Linked DNA regions of Mus musculus: region 2 is linked to region 1. Evidence: chromatin contacts called from public Hi-C data. All regions are on one chromosome and are shown on one strand. The core of a region is the stretch at or near the end of the contact, and the rest is flanking DNA. Distances in the headings are between cores, read along the strand shown.

Evidence for each region. Hi-C and Micro-C count contacts between places; a contact is called where the count stands out from the background.
Region 2: a Hi-C map of bone marrow-derived macrophages shows a contact between it and region 1, with 28 read pairs. The contact joins the promoter of 9030404E10Rik here to the enhancer-like site in region 1. A contact is called at or near these places in 3 of 15 datasets of contacts at CTCF or cohesin (the NIH/3T3 cell line, large pre-B cells and stem cell-derived epiblast-like cells), 7 of 484 Hi-C or Micro-C datasets (the 3T3-L1 cell line, CD4 T cells, bone marrow-derived macrophages and 4 more), 10 of 115 datasets of contacts at active chromatin or transcription factors (craniofacial prominence, embryonic basal ganglia, embryonic forebrain and 7 more) and 1 of 9 other capture datasets (embryonic trunk).

Annotation. Positions count from the first base shown.
Region 1 is chr16:29,731,094-29,738,566 of GRCm38.p6, forward strand. No RefSeq gene overlaps it. Among named protein-coding and RNA genes, the nearest start is that of Gm46567, 79 kb to the right of the region's middle. Within about 2 kb of position 4,073, at least 151 of the 459 cell types and tissues checked have an H3K27ac peak or open chromatin away from gene starts, as enhancers often do. A contact at or near this core is called in the NIH/3T3 cell line, bone marrow-derived macrophages, craniofacial prominence and 6 more, where this site is marked.
Region 2 is chr16:30,035,261-30,042,733 of GRCm38.p6, forward strand. It overlaps 9030404E10Rik (RIKEN cDNA 9030404E10 gene), which reads right to left and starts at 4,219. Exons shown (of 4, transcript NR_045878.1): 1 at 4,021-4,219; 2 at 3,227-3,367.

The sequences.
Region 1 (7,473 bases), core at 2,823-5,322:
CCCAGACATTACATTATAGTATTCTGTTTTTTATTACATTTGTAACTAAATTGTATTTATTATGTGTTTATTACAATGAAGGTAGATGAAGGGTATAAAGCAGGAACTTTTTTTCCAACCCCTTACCACCTTGTCCCAATAATGTACTGCTTACGGTACACTATGGAAGTGTGCTTTTCTGGGAACCCAGGGATATGTCTGTGTGTTGCCAGTCCCTCTCTCCTCTTCACAAATGTCAAAGCACTATGTCTTTACACACGCACATGCACACGCACACACACACACACCCATACCTTCAAGTTCATGGCAGGTTTAAATTTACCCCCTTCTTCACCATAAAGCCAAATAGAATAGTCTGAGCTAGAACCCCGTACTGTACACTCAGTATAAATGGAAACTTTGGGACAATTCTTATTAATAGTTAGTAAACCAATAATCATCACACATATGTTGAGAGATGGCTGCAAACCTATTCTTGATGGCTTTTCTCATGTATGTGTTCTAGGAAGTGAGGAGACCACCCACTGTTTGGGGTCGGTCGTATAGAACTCTCCCTTGGTAAAGAAAATAATGATCCAGGGGTAGAAACGAGTCATGCAAATTAATTGCTACCCATTTCAGCTACTCTGATATTGTGACTTGGAGACTTTAGAGTTGAACCTGGGGGAAAGCAAGGGCATGGCTGAATTTCCTCAGTGGTAATTTTAGTATCCACAGTCACGCTGGGAAGGCCCTATCAAAACGACACAGTCTCCGGGCAGTGGTGGCACACACCTTTAAACCCAGCACTTGGGAGGCAGGCAGATTTCTGAGTTCGAGGCCAGCCCCGTCTACAGAGTGAGTTCCAGGACAGCCAGGGCTACACAGAGAAACCCTGTCTCAAAAAAAACAAAAAACAAAACAAAACAACAACAACAACAAAGACACAGTCGTGAGCCTTGTCCCTCACTCCATCATGAAATGAAGATGGGACACACACCAGATTTTCTTTTTTCTTTCAGCTCCATTGGCTCAGAAGCAGTGCTAATGTAACCAGAGTTTAGGTTCTCAGGTGCTCCAAGGTATTAAATACTTAGCATTAAGTAGCATAAAAATAAATAGAAAAATGGTCAACCTGCAAAGTGCTAAACGTGATACTCTGTCTTTGCCTAAGTATATTATGAGAAATGAAAACAAACAAACAAACAAACCTGTCCTCTGAGGGAGGGGTTGTCTGTGGAGGCCAGGAGCCTAGGACCTTCCATGATATATGTTTAAGCACCAAATTAGAAAAGAAAAGAGAAGAAAAGAAAAGAAAAGAAAAGACCTCAAACATACATAGCTTCAATAACTCCATGATAAATGGTTCTTAATAAATTGGAGCTGGTTATTTCTGTCCCTAGTCTTGTCAAAGAAGAGGACTCTACTTTTAATCACATTCTGTTCCTGGAAATTCCATCCTAGGAAATGTTCTATTTGATTCTCCTAGTCTCCTGGAAGGGCAGCCAGCATGAAAGTCACAGGAAGGATAGAATAGGTATTTTGGGGGTGGGAGTGACATCAAACAAGAGTGGCAACAACTGGAGCATGATTAAAATCATCACCTTAGTAGGATACACAGTTTAGTAGGACATTTGGTCTAGTTGGCTTTCGAAGAATGAGGTGGTCGTTACAGCAGAGGTGACTCACTGAGCCCCATAGGGCAGTATTGAAGCATCACCAGGTTAGAAACCAGTTCCTTAAAATGGAGCTCACTGGGCTAGTCAAAGCTTTCCCCTCCCTTTACCTGGGCCCTTCTTTCGCCAGCACATCTTGTTCTAGAGTAAGGAATAACTATTACAGGCAAATTTTCTATTCCTCTGTTCTTCTCCCAACAGTCAGAGGAGCACCAAGTGCCCAGGACCAGGAGTTTAGCATCAACTGGCTCAAAACCAGGGACCAAATTAGAGATGAGTTTCCTCTCCAAATCTGAAGGGCCAGGGACACTCAGGAGCAGAGAGCCAGAGGCCAGTCATCAGGGGACTCACTGAGCCATGCCAATCTCAGCATTCCACAGTTTAAATACCATATTTAGACTTAAATGTTTGCTTTGTGAGCCAGGCTGGCCCAGGCTCCCAGCAGAACGAATGAAGAGATAGCAACAGACTTTGTTGGGAGTGGGGAAGTGAGGATATATCCAAATGTAGGGTGAGAGTCTTTCCCCTCATGTCCTCTGAGCGCTGTTGGTACTAGAACAAAGCCATTAGAATCTTTGAAAGGAGGCTGCTCTTTGGTCCCAGACCAGGTGGTGAACACTAGACAGGTATGCTGAGATCTGAGTGCAAACCTCCTGAGTGACCTGGGATGGTTTTCCTTAGGAAAAGGCCCAGAGGCCAGGCTCAGAATCACCTGCCTGCCATTAGCCTTGGAAGAGATCATCCCACAGATGCCATCTCTCCCCACCAACTTGGCAGTCTAGTCCTGTGTGAGAAGCTTAGGAGTTCTCTTGGATCAGATGAACTGCACACAACAGCTTTCTCTCTTCCTGCAGAGGGAAGCCAGTGACCCCCAAGAAAAGGACTGTGGCGTACCCCCTCACTCCTCTCCAGACACATAATAGCAGGCACAACAGTTTTCTTGATACTGCCCTTATATCTGCTCCTGTTTCTTAGGAAAAGAACTCAGGTCATTAGGAGAGGAGACAGGACTACATTTCCAGCCATTCTTGCGGCTAGAGTGGTCAATGAGATCCAAGCAGAAGTCCCAGGTGGTCTGTAAGGGGGCTGACTTATTGGATGGAGCACCATGGTGACCCTTGCATTTTGGCACGTTCTTTCTGGAAAGCACTGAGAAGGCAGGGGCTTACATGGTCATCGTAGTCCGTGAAGCAATAGAGCCAAGAGAAAGGCGTGCTCTAGGATGCTTGGCGATCCTGTGGACTGCAGCCTCTCTACAAATGTCTTCTTAGACATCTTTGCCAATTATGCCCCAATTTGGCAAAAGTCTCGGTGACTAGGATTTGGTTGGTCTAGGCCAAGCCGACTTCCCTACACATACTCAAAAGTGAGCCCCTGATGCCTGAAGACACACATGTGTCAGCTGTGGGCTAGGGGGTCAAGCTGATGCTAGGCTTAGCAAGGGCAAGATGATAAACAGCAAGCGTCTGTATTTGATAAACCGTGTCGCTTTACACATACCATGGACCCCTTGGGAAGCACTCAATCTATAGCCTGTTGGGGGAACTGACTAAATTAATTTAGTCTGTGCCTTAAAACAACAGTCTTAAAAGAAAGAAAAATTCACCTTAAATTAGGGATCAGTTTGAGCCTTCTGGCTCTGAGCTAGGAGCCAGAGATGCCCTGGAGGCTGGGGGAACAAGGGGGGAGGAGAGTGGCTTCTTGGGCAGCCTCTTTCAAGTGTCTCCATCTTTGGACCCATAGGGGGCACTAAGGAACTGTGGATTTTGTCTCCTTTCTGGCAGAGATTTGTGTTAAGACCTCAAGACCTTCAGTCATCCCTAGAGGAGCTGTGGGAGAGGGACAAGGGCTAGCTTGGAACAGCACTAGGTTCTAGTAGGTGGATTGAAGCCTCTCACCTCCCATCATGCTTAAAGATCTAAAATGTTAAAAAAAAAAATCTGATTCAAAAGTCCGAAGACAAAACCACTGACCCTTCAACCCACCACAGGGACAGCTGGACGCTTTCCTCCCGACCCCCATCTTAGACTAGGAAGAGGCCTGGGAGACCACTCATTTGGCAGCTGAACACAGGAGGCCCACAAGACTAAGTGATTAGCACAAAGTGAAGCCAGTCAGAAGCCGCTGCTCTGGGACAGTAATCTTCCTGCTCCAACTCCCAGTCTAGCGTTCTACACCCCCCCCCCGCACCCCCCTCCCCAGGCCCTCCACTGCCTGGGCCACATTTGTTTTCTTTTCCGGGCCCTGGGGGACTCTGGCAGGGCTGGGGGTCTGATGTGAACTGGAATCTGTTCAATTTCACCTCTCATTGCGCCTGCCAGCTTGCCAGCTCCGCTGACGGAGGCAATTAGAACCAGACATCCCACAAGGGCATTCCAGGAAGCTCTCTTAAAATTCCACAGCGGCTGGGGACTTGCCTTTTCCTGCAGGGATCATCTGGTGTGTAAATAGCAGCTAGTTGTGTAAGACAGGAGATGGGAGGATGGATCACGCGCATGCACAACACACACACACACACACACACACACACACCCACACACACACACACACACACACACACACACACACCTCCCAATACACATTCATCCAGACAGAGAAACATAAATAATCCCAGCAACCCTATTACTTTTAACCTCCTGAAGGGAGAAGTTAGGAATTTACAGGCCTCCCCGGGGAGCATCTAATTGCTTGCTTCCGGGGATGGCTGCTGTGTTTGCCTTGGACGGTGGGTGGCAGGGACGCTGAGGATCTAGGGCAAGACATCCCAGGCTCTCTTCTACCCCCTGCAGATGGCTATTCCCCCACTCTCTCCCCTGAGTTCTCAGGGGTAGGCTTATAGGGGTTGGAGGTCAGTTTAGCTAATACGGAGTCATATATATCTACCCGTGGTCTCGATGAAGCCACAAAGAGGAAATGGTAACGTGAAACTCCGACTCAGAAGTTGTCCGTTTCCTCTAAACCCACTTTAAACCCCAGCATTGGAAGCAAGGGCCCTGGGGCCTGGGGCCAACGGGAGCCCTGTTTCCCCAGCTTCCAGTTTCTCCCTTGTCACTTGAAACCTTGCTTTGGCCAACAATGTGCTACTGTGTAAGTAGACCCACAGAACCTTTTGTGGAAGGCACTGAGAAAGGGCTTAAAGGTATGGGGAAGACAGCTGGGGAAGTTATGTCTACTTCCTCTCACCCTGGGGGTGGGGGGTGCAGCTTCTCATAGGGACTTAGCCAAGGCTAGAGGGAATGTCCTTCTGTCGTGTCTACATTCCCCGAACTGTAGGGCCCATCTCTGTTCCTCAGCCTGGGGTGCTGTCATCACCAGAACACAGCCCCTCCCAGCCCCTCCTCTAACACTGGATATTGGCGTAAATATCATCTCTGAGTAGGAACAAAACAATTCCTAAGAACTAAACCAGCGTTTGATTACCACGAGGTTTAACAGACAAGCCGACCAACCCAAACAGCCTTTACAAATATGTCCTGGGTTTGGGGATGAAGTGGTGACTAATCACCAACCCATGGGTTTAGGGGTGTTTTCCTTTTGAAACAGGGTCTTCACTGTGTGTCCCAGACTGAATCTTCCTTCCCATCTCACACTCCCAATGCTGGGGTCACAGATGTGCCACCAACCCTGGCTCCCGATCCTGCATTCCGTGACATGTTACTGATTGAGTTTTCCTCGCTGCTTTCCGTTTTCCAGTGATCCGTATTTCATGACATCTCTTAGGTCTCTGTCTGTGTTCCAGATGCAGCTGGAATCACCAGACCGGCACTCAGGGCGGGGGAGGGAAGGGTGAGGATTCATTGAGCCAACTGGCTGGTGGTTTTCGTGTTGGGAAGGGAAAAATTGATTTATCTGCTCACTCGACTCCAAAGACTTAACTAATGTTGAGTATTGTGTAGGGCATCGAGGAGAGGGTGAAGGAGGAGAGGGACATAAGACTTCATCACGAGGAATTCAAACTTAAGGGCTGGTGTGTGCCTCTAACTAACTCTAATATAGAGACCAAGTCCTACAAGGGAAGGAGAGATGTCTTGAGGTCAGGGCAGAGGAACTCACTTCTGCTGACAGTGAGCAAGGAAGGGTTGCTGGAGGCAGTGACACTGGATCTCTGAATTGGTCTCTGCCATGCAGAGATGGGTGAAAGGACAATTCAGTGTGGAGTGACAACAGGGGAGAGAGAGCGAGGGTTGGTTAGGTGACCACAGAGGGTCACATCGGTTGGTCACACTGATTGGAGTCAGAAAGAGGAGATTGAGCATCAGGCTTGGAGAATCTGTTTTGACTTCTTTCTGAGTGGACAACACAGGGGCACATCCACCCTTGGGAAAGGTTGGCAGCAGAATGTGCAGGGTGGACAAACATGACATCCTAAAGCATGGGACAGGGTCATGGAGTTGGCCTTTCTGCTCTATTATCTAGAGCTCTGTCATGTGAATGTCATTCTTACTCCTTCAGCATGAATCTGCATGCTCTCAGAGAGAACTGTAGTGTCCTGGGTTTGAATGGGTCTGAATCAACAGCGATCCTCAGTAGGACAGAGACCACGTACCCTTCTGAAGCTGGGTGCCCTTCGAAGTCAATCAGCTTTGTTGCTGTTCGACAATATTTGTTTTTAGTTTTATATTTATGTGTGTCTCTGTGTGTATATATGTGTGTCCATGGAGACCAGAAGATGGTACTAAACCCCTTAAGCTGGAGTTGCCAGAGTCTGTGAGCCACCTGATGTGGGTGCTCCAACCAAAGCTAGATTCTCTGGAAAGCATCCAGTGCACTGCAACTGAGTCAGCTCTCCATCTCAGCTTTCTGCTTTTACTTATGTAATTAAAATATGTACCTAGGTATACGTAATAGCAATTAATGAAAAAAGAGGGCATAGGGGCTGGAGAGATGGCTCAGTGGTGAAGAGCACTGACTACTCTTCCAGAGGTCCTGAGTTCAATTCCCAGCACACACATGGTGGCTCACAACCATCTGTAATGGGATTTGATGCCCTCCACTGGTATGTCTCAAGAGAGTGTACTCACATACATAAAATAAATAAATAAATGTGTGTGTGTGTGTGTGTGTGTGTGTGTTTTTTTAAAGAGGGCATAAATTTGAAGGAGAGCCAGGAGGATTTGAAGGGAGGGAAAAGAAGGGGGAGATGATGTAATTGTATTAGAATCTCAAAAAATAAAAGAAATATTTTCTTTAGAAAATTGAAAGGATAAACTTGAAAAGATTGTTAAAACAAACAAACAAACAAAACAAAACAAAACAAACAAACAAAAATAACAAAACAAGATGAAAACCAAAGAGGTTCATAGAAACCGTCATCAATCCAACATCTAGACCAGTGGTTTTCAACCTTCCTAATGCTTTAATATGGTTCCTCATGACATGGTGACCCCCAACCATGACATTATTTTTCCTGCGACTTCATAACTGTAATTTTGCTACTGTGATGAATCATAATGTAAATTATCGGTCTTAGGTAACCTCTGCAAAAGGTTCATTTGACTCCCTAAGGGGTCGCGACCCACAGGTTGAGAACCTCTGGCCTCGATGGTGGTTCTATGTCCCCCTTGCTGCTCCTCTAGTGGGTGGTTATTTATCAAACCTCTCCAGTGATGAGAGCTCACTTCCTCATGACGTAGTGCAGGTACAGGAGAGGCCTCACCGAGAGAACGGGATAGACTCTCTCCCGTAGGTACAAACTGCACCCCCCACTCCTGCCCATTTGTGCTCATTAACACTGAGCATTTGAAGGGAAACCCCCTCTTTCTAGAGCTTGTGAGTGTCCCAGATTCCTAAGGTCAAGAGCTGTTAAAAGTGCTTACTG
Region 2 (7,473 bases), core at 2,969-5,468, 300 kb after region 1:
GGGTGTGGCAATCTGACATCCTCTGGCCAACGAAGCATGAAGCAGCAGGTATCACTTCCTAGCAGATGCAGGACCCTCCACCCTCTCTTCCCCTGTTGCAGCTGTTTCTGCGAGTTAGGTTGAGAGGGTGGGTGTAGGCCAGAAGAGCAGGTGTCAGCAGGTTCTTTACTGAAGAGCAAAACCCTGAGGAATGGGTGTGTGTTGCTTCCAGCCACAGATTTGGGGACTGTTTGTTGTTAAAGTGTTACCTAGCCCATCCTGACTAAAATAAGACATCCTACATACAGGGAGGGCTCTCAGAACAGCTGTGTAAAACCAACTGATTTATTTGTTTTTGTTTTATGTGTATGGGTGTTTTTGCCTGCATGTGTGTCTGTGCATCCTGTGTGTTTCTGGTGCCTTCAGATGCCAGAAAAGGGGGTTGGCTCTCCTGAAACTGGAATATGTAAACCCAATAAGTGTGTCATAACTGAATAGACACATGCACATATATGCATACATACACATTTCTAAGGATAGATATGTGGCCATGGGGCTACAGGGTGGAACCTTCCTGTCTTCAGTTTCTTTATTCAGCTGATGTGAGGTCTATGCTAGATTCTCCTGTTCCCAGCTCTGACGCTGACACAGCTTCATGAACAGAAGGCAGCTGGTTCTCTAGCCCTAGGCTCTTGGGAGGCTGGGTCACACCAAGATTCTTAGCTACCTAACGACTGAGGGACTGTCCTGCCTCCTTCAGTCTTCGTGATGCAGCAAGGGCAGATCACGCCTTCAGTGGTGGGAAAGCGAAGTCCAAGCATCCTGCCAGATGAGAGACTCATATCTGAATCCAGCCAGGCCTGGTTCCTAATCTCAGGCTCTGTCTATGGCATTGTGCTGCTTGCCACATTCACAGCAAAGATCCACTTGGAGCTCAAGGTCCTGGGTTACTTAAACACTGTTCACCTACGTCCCTATATACTGACAGGGGTTGATGACAGGGAAACACCTCACTCTGCGTCCAAATAGAGAGAGGGTGCACGCTGAGGGCAGTGGTGAAGAAAGAAGCCTTTGCCCTGATGTCCAAGCCAGGGATGGACAGATAACCCTTATTTGCAAGTTTGGTTAAATTTTAACTCAGCATCCAAGGGTGCTATCCAATACAAGCAAAACAAAGTCCTTGCCTTTAGCTCAGTCACTGAGAACTAAGCAAGAAGAACCTGGCTACACAGCACACACTGCTGTCCTCAACTACCAAGAAGTCCTGATACCTAAGTCTTTGCTATGACTGCATTCCACGAGGAACCAAGACCCATGGTGGCCTGGAGGAGCCACCAAGAGCTCACCCTCTGGTCACTTCTTGCAGGCCTTGTTTTCTACTCATACTGCCCCTAACAGGAAGTGACTTTGCATCTTCATGCAGCCACATGAATGAACCCACTCCCTGTCTCACTGGCTGTGACCAAAGACTCCACATCACATTAGCCCTTCGGGAGATATGCTCCTTACACTCTTGGTTGATCCGGTGTGCAAGCTACCTCGTAGGGGGCACCTAAGAAGTCATATTTTTTTGTATCCACCATGGCATCTCCATTTCTGTCCCTTGTCCTAAGCCTGGCAGCCACACACATCCCACTGCTGCTGTGGACATACTCAGGTGACGCTAGGGGAGAGAGGCTGAGGCAAACCTCCCATGTTTCTACACAACAGCTTTGATGACAAGCAACACACGTTTATAGCACAATGCCCAGTTAACATGGGGATAATCCCATGCTTTTTCAAAAAGTCCACACCCATTGATAACATACCTGGTGGCCTATTCCCTTATTTCCCTAATCTTCAAGATTTGGGGGAGGGGATGGTTGTTTTGTTTTGTTTTGTTTTGTTTTGTTTTCTGAGACACAGCTTCTCTGTTTAGCCTTGACTGTCCTGGAACTCACTCTATAGACCAGGCTGGCTCCAAACTCAGAGAACCGACTGCCTCTGCTGCCCAAGTACTGGACTAAAGTCATGTGCCACCACACCCAGCTTAGCATGATCTTAAAATTCTCAAGAAGTAGAATATGAAGCCACCAATAAACCTCAGCCATGAGACTCCATGAGGAGTTTGAAGGAATACGCCTCTCAAATAAATTAACAGTACAATAAACATAATAGTACCTTGCATACGAAAGGCTCCGATGAAGGGCCAGACCTAAAGTAAACCAGACAGTGATCGCCACAGAACTAACCCAGGACAACCACTCTCATTGGATTTAACAGTCAAGGTGTGGTGGATTCACTGATCAAGCTGTGGTACCATCTGCAAATGTGCTATGGTTCTGCTGGTTCCCGTGAGACCCTGGGGCTCAGGTGTGCTGCCTTCCCCCCTCTTAAAAACTACAGAGCCTTTGCTTGTGTTGCCCTCCGTCTAGGAGGGTCTGCTTGGGCCGCATTCACTCCGACAGAAGCTATTACGTCTTCCTCAGGGAAGTCCTACGCTCGCTGCACTTTGTTGGAGTTCTTCTGAACTTCAGGGGGACCTCTTCAAGTTGTTCCTAAGCAGAGAATATATTTCACAAGCCTCAAGCCTTCCTTACAGTGCTGTTTAGCAAATGTCCGTCAATTGAATGACCCACTAGCTGGATGAAATACCTTTGCAATGATAAACTGCTTCATTCCGGGCCTCAAAGCATCCCTCGTGTAGGAAAGAATAAATCTTCGTTTTCAGATGAAAATGAGCTACAGGCTCCCTCCTACCGGCTCCCTCATGCTCAGTGTGTCAAGTTTCAGTCCACAAAAGCCCTCCTTAGGCTTTAATGTGTCCACAGTTTTCCTGGAGAGCTTGGTAAGTAAGAGGCAGATTCCTACTTACCTAGAGTTAGGCCCAAGAGCTACACTTCTAGCAAATTCTCAGGGACCACCCATTTGCTGCTGAGGCAAGAACCTCCCTTCAGTTTAACTACCTAACAGGTGTCTGAGGAAAAAGAAAATGCTGGATTAGTTGGGGTATGTGGTTGCAGCTGGACCCTTTGGGACTGTAGCAAAGACAGGTGGACAGTAGTATGCTGATTTTACTGAAGGGGGAAACATGATCAGAAAGACTAAAATGACCTTTCCATGGCATCCATCCTTCTGACCTCAGTCCAGACGCATCCTGATTGTACTGCGATGCATGCTGGGAGATTCAGAGGGGAAGGCTCCAGGTCTTATCCTCAGAAAGATGCGGAGTGCAAAGCATGGGCAACCAGGGTCTACAAACACAAACCTGAATAGGAGAGGAGCCAGGAGTCCAGAGGTGAGCGAGCGTATGGCAGCCACCTCTCACAGAAAACTCGGCCGTGTCTTTCTTTTCTACCTATGGCCCAATTAGACTGGAGATGGGGGTCGTCTTTGATCAGCCTAGTCCCTTTAAAAGAAAGCAGGGAAAACGGTGGCTTTAGGATTTTTCTTTAAAGCCCTGAACCTCTTCAGTGGAAAGTGCTGCCCTTCCGACCTGTTGATGTAATTGCCGTAATTGAAGATTCCAGACCCCATGTGGGTGGACAGGGCCCCATTCATCCATCAGGTCAGCGAAGTGTAAACCTGCTGAGTCCTTCAGATGCCCTGGCCGCAGCCTCCCCCTCCTGCGCCCTCCTGTGCCCTCCTGCCCCCTCCTGCCCCCTCCTGCCCCCACGGACTAGGCTCCCCACAATGCCAGAGCAGCCGGGCCCAGGCTGGTTCCTCTCTAGATGTGGGAACAGTGCCTAATTAAGGGGTTTGTTCTCATCTCCATGGGGCCATCTTAACGCCTCCTGACAGTAATGAGAGACACACACACACACACACACACACACACGTGTGGAGCTGGGGGGGGCGGGGAGGGGGGGGAGAGGGAAGGATGGCTTCCCTGCCACCTTAGCACCCTGTTAAACAGCAAGCCTAACACACACACACACACACACACACACACACACACACACACACTGCAGTTCTGCAGTAATCACCATCAAACCTTTATAGCTACAAGGAGTCCTCTCCAGTTCTGAAAGAGGAAGGAGCCAGGGAGAAGAAATAACTTACCCAGAGGGCGCATAGCAAGTCACTGTCACTGGGTCCCAGGTGTTCTGCTGCACCTCACAGCACTGACTTCCTCATGGAGGGAGGGGCTCTGCACTGCAGTCCCAGGAGAGCCCATTAGAGGGTGGGGGAGGAGCAGACAGGCTCATTCTCTAGAGCCACCTTGTCAGAGGGCCATGCCCGTGTCAAAGCAGAATGGCCCTCCGTGGGCTGGTTCTGCAAAGGCACGTGACAAAACCAACCTCAGAATGGGCCACTCCCTGCAGCCGCGGGCCTCGCCTCATCCTCCTGCATCTTCTTTGCATTCCTGTCTAGCTTCCTACTCCTTCCCCTTTTCTCACAACCCCTTATTCTGACAGCCCACCCGCACCTAAACAAGTAGGGTTCTTTGCTTTGTTTTGTTTTTTTAGCTCTCGGCTTCTCCACTACGGTGTGCCCTCCAGCCAGCAGCACACACAATTTGCTCTCAGTTAACAGACATCCAGTATGATAAAAGTCTAGCTGATGCTCTCTCCAACCAATTCAAAGTCACATTAGTCCATTTTTCTGAACACAGTTCTTACAGAGAAGGCCGAGGGAAGACCTGTGTTCCAGGTAGGACAGACATGCTGAAATTAACATGGGCTAAATTTCAGATCGCCTGGCCTGCTAAAGACAGTGAGTCAGGTACAATGCCACTCTCCTGTGGTCCCAGCCATCCAGAAGGCCCTTCACAACTCTGTAGAGAGGACACTTGAGCTCCCTAGTGCATACCAGAGGAAGACTGGAATGAATTTCTCCCAGCTTTCTCCCCTTGAGAGTGGATTGTATTTACCCCACCACCACCACCCCCCTCCACCCCCCACCCTGCTGACTAAGGGGCTCTGGGAAGCAGTCACTGCCCTTGGTTCCTCTGGTGTCACCAGAATGGAGTGGTTCCTTATTGTCTGTTCCCTAGTGGATTCCTGGAATAAGTCACCTGCTCAGGGACTTGTCCCTCACTGGCCCTTCACTTCCACCACCAATCAGAATGGTCTCTTGCTGGTTGCTATTCACCAGGGTTTCTAGAAGCAGCCCTCTAATTCTATGTGTGCAGTTGTTTGAATAGGGAGACTCACAACTGCTGGGCAGAAGATCAGAGGCCTAAGACTCCTATGATACATGGGGGACACTGCACTCCCCGACTCAGCCGTTATTTGGAAGTTTGCTTTGTGATAGGTGAAGCCCACTCTCAGTCACTGTAATGAAGAACAGTAGCTATGGGATTCCTCGATTCCACAAGGCCAGGCAAGGCATGCGCCTCTGATGCTAAAGTGCAAATACGGCCAAAATGAAAAAGAGCAGCATCCCAGAACAGAACCAGTGACAGTTTAACAGCCAGAGCAGAACTCTCTGTACGTGGCCGGTTTCTGCAACAGCTTGTAATGGGCTGAGTACTGTGCCATCCACTGTGCGGGTACAGGACTGTGACTGTTCAGTGAGAGAGCCAGGATTTAGCATGTGTGAGGCCTTGGGTTTGCCCCCCCAACACAGAAAGGAAAGACCTGTGGCTTTCTGTTGACCCAATCAGATATTAAAAGTCTTAATTTGTTATTTCAACTGTGTTTAAAGAAATAATGGCGCCGGGCAGTGATGGCGCACGCCTTTAATCCCAGCACTTTGGAGGCAGAGGCAGGAGGATTTCTGAGTTCGAGGCCAGCCTGGTCTAGAGCGTGAGTGCCAGGACAGCCAGGGCTACACAGACAAACCCTGTCTCGAAAAAACAAAAAAGAAAAAAAAAAGAACGAAAGAAAGAAAGAAAGAAAGAAAGAAAGAAAGAAGGAAAGAGAGAAAGAAAAGAAATAATGGCAAATAATTTAGAATTGAGCATCTGTGTTCTATCATACTAAGAGAATACAAACCAATTTACCATTTAGGGGAAAATCCACAATATCTACATTGAGAGTCTTCGTGACATTCTTCATTTCCACTGACAATTGCATTTCTGCAAAGTCATCTCTTTGTTCTTTTCTCCAATTAATTAGTTTATTTGTTTTGTTTTGATACATCCTGATTGCAGTTTCACCTCCCTCCAGTCCTCTGAGCCCCACTTTCCCTCCCCTCTCCACTCCTCCTATCTGTTTCCCTTCAGAAAACGGCAAGCCTCCCAGGGATATCCTCGGAACACAGCATAACAAGATACAACTAGACACAAACCCTTAAATCAAGGCTGGGTGAAGCAATTCAGTAGAAGGGGAAGGGTCCCAAGAACAGACGAAAGAGTTTGAGACACCCCCACACCCACTGTTAGAGAGAGTCCCACAAAAACACTAAGCTTAAAAAACCATACTGTTAAAATCATCTTAAGGAAAAATGAAAGTTTTAAAAAGCCACATAACTCAAGTAAAGCAAGAAGACCACGGTACCTGAGTGATAATAGATCTACACATTCACATAAAGTTACAAGGATTTTATTTTTTCATCATGTTAAATGACAAACGCAGGTTATAAATGATCATATACGGAATGCGATCAAACTTGTAGGTAAGAAAAAAAGTAATGGGCTTTATCTACCTTCCCTTGATTTTTTTTCTCTCTTTAAAATTGTTATCTACTTCTCTGGGGGAGGGAGGCTGCGCCATGCACATGTGAGGAGATCTGAGGATAAGCTTCAGGAGTCTCTCCTTCCACAATGTGGGTCCCAGAGATCAAACCCAAGCTGTCTGAGACTCCTTGCTGCGCTTCCTGCATCTTTACCCTCTACCCTCTGAGTGGGCTTGCAGGCCTCCCTGTAATGAGTGTGCATTAGTTTGGGAGGAGAAATGAATTTTATTATTTTAATATATATATGTATAACCATTGTCTGGAAAACCAGTGCCCATCTGGGGGACCTTAGCAAGGACATTCTATTGGATGCCTCCTTACCGTAACCTTACCCAGAGTAGACTGCGAGTAGTGCGAGCCCTTTCCTGTTCTCAAAGAAGCCTTGGGAGTAACTGGACAGCTCAGGTCATATGTTTAGATGTGAACTCTCTGACATAGAAATGCATTTGTTTGGTTTTGAGACATTGTTTCACTATATAGCTCTGGCTGTCCTAGAACTCCCAATGTAGACCAGGCTGGCCTTGAACCCACAGACAGAGAGACAAATTCTTTACTTCTGTTTACAGTCTTGACTATGACTTGTCATCCATCAGGGAACAATAGGTGATAGGGTGACGTGATGGTCTGTCGGTCTAGCTGGTCTGTCTCTCGGATTTGGAGCAATCAAACAGAATTGAACTTCAGAACTGAGAGATGTCCGGGAAGAATAGGAACATCTTTGCATGTACTTCAAGGTCTAGCTTGAAACCTGTTCCTTGATGGCTTCTGTGGGTCTACTGTGCCCTGCTCCTTCATCTGGCAACAGTATCTCTCCTATACCACTATACCTGCTTCCACATTCCCCTGTGGCCTGGGACAGTTGCCATTTGAATCATTATGCCAGCCGGTTTGCAA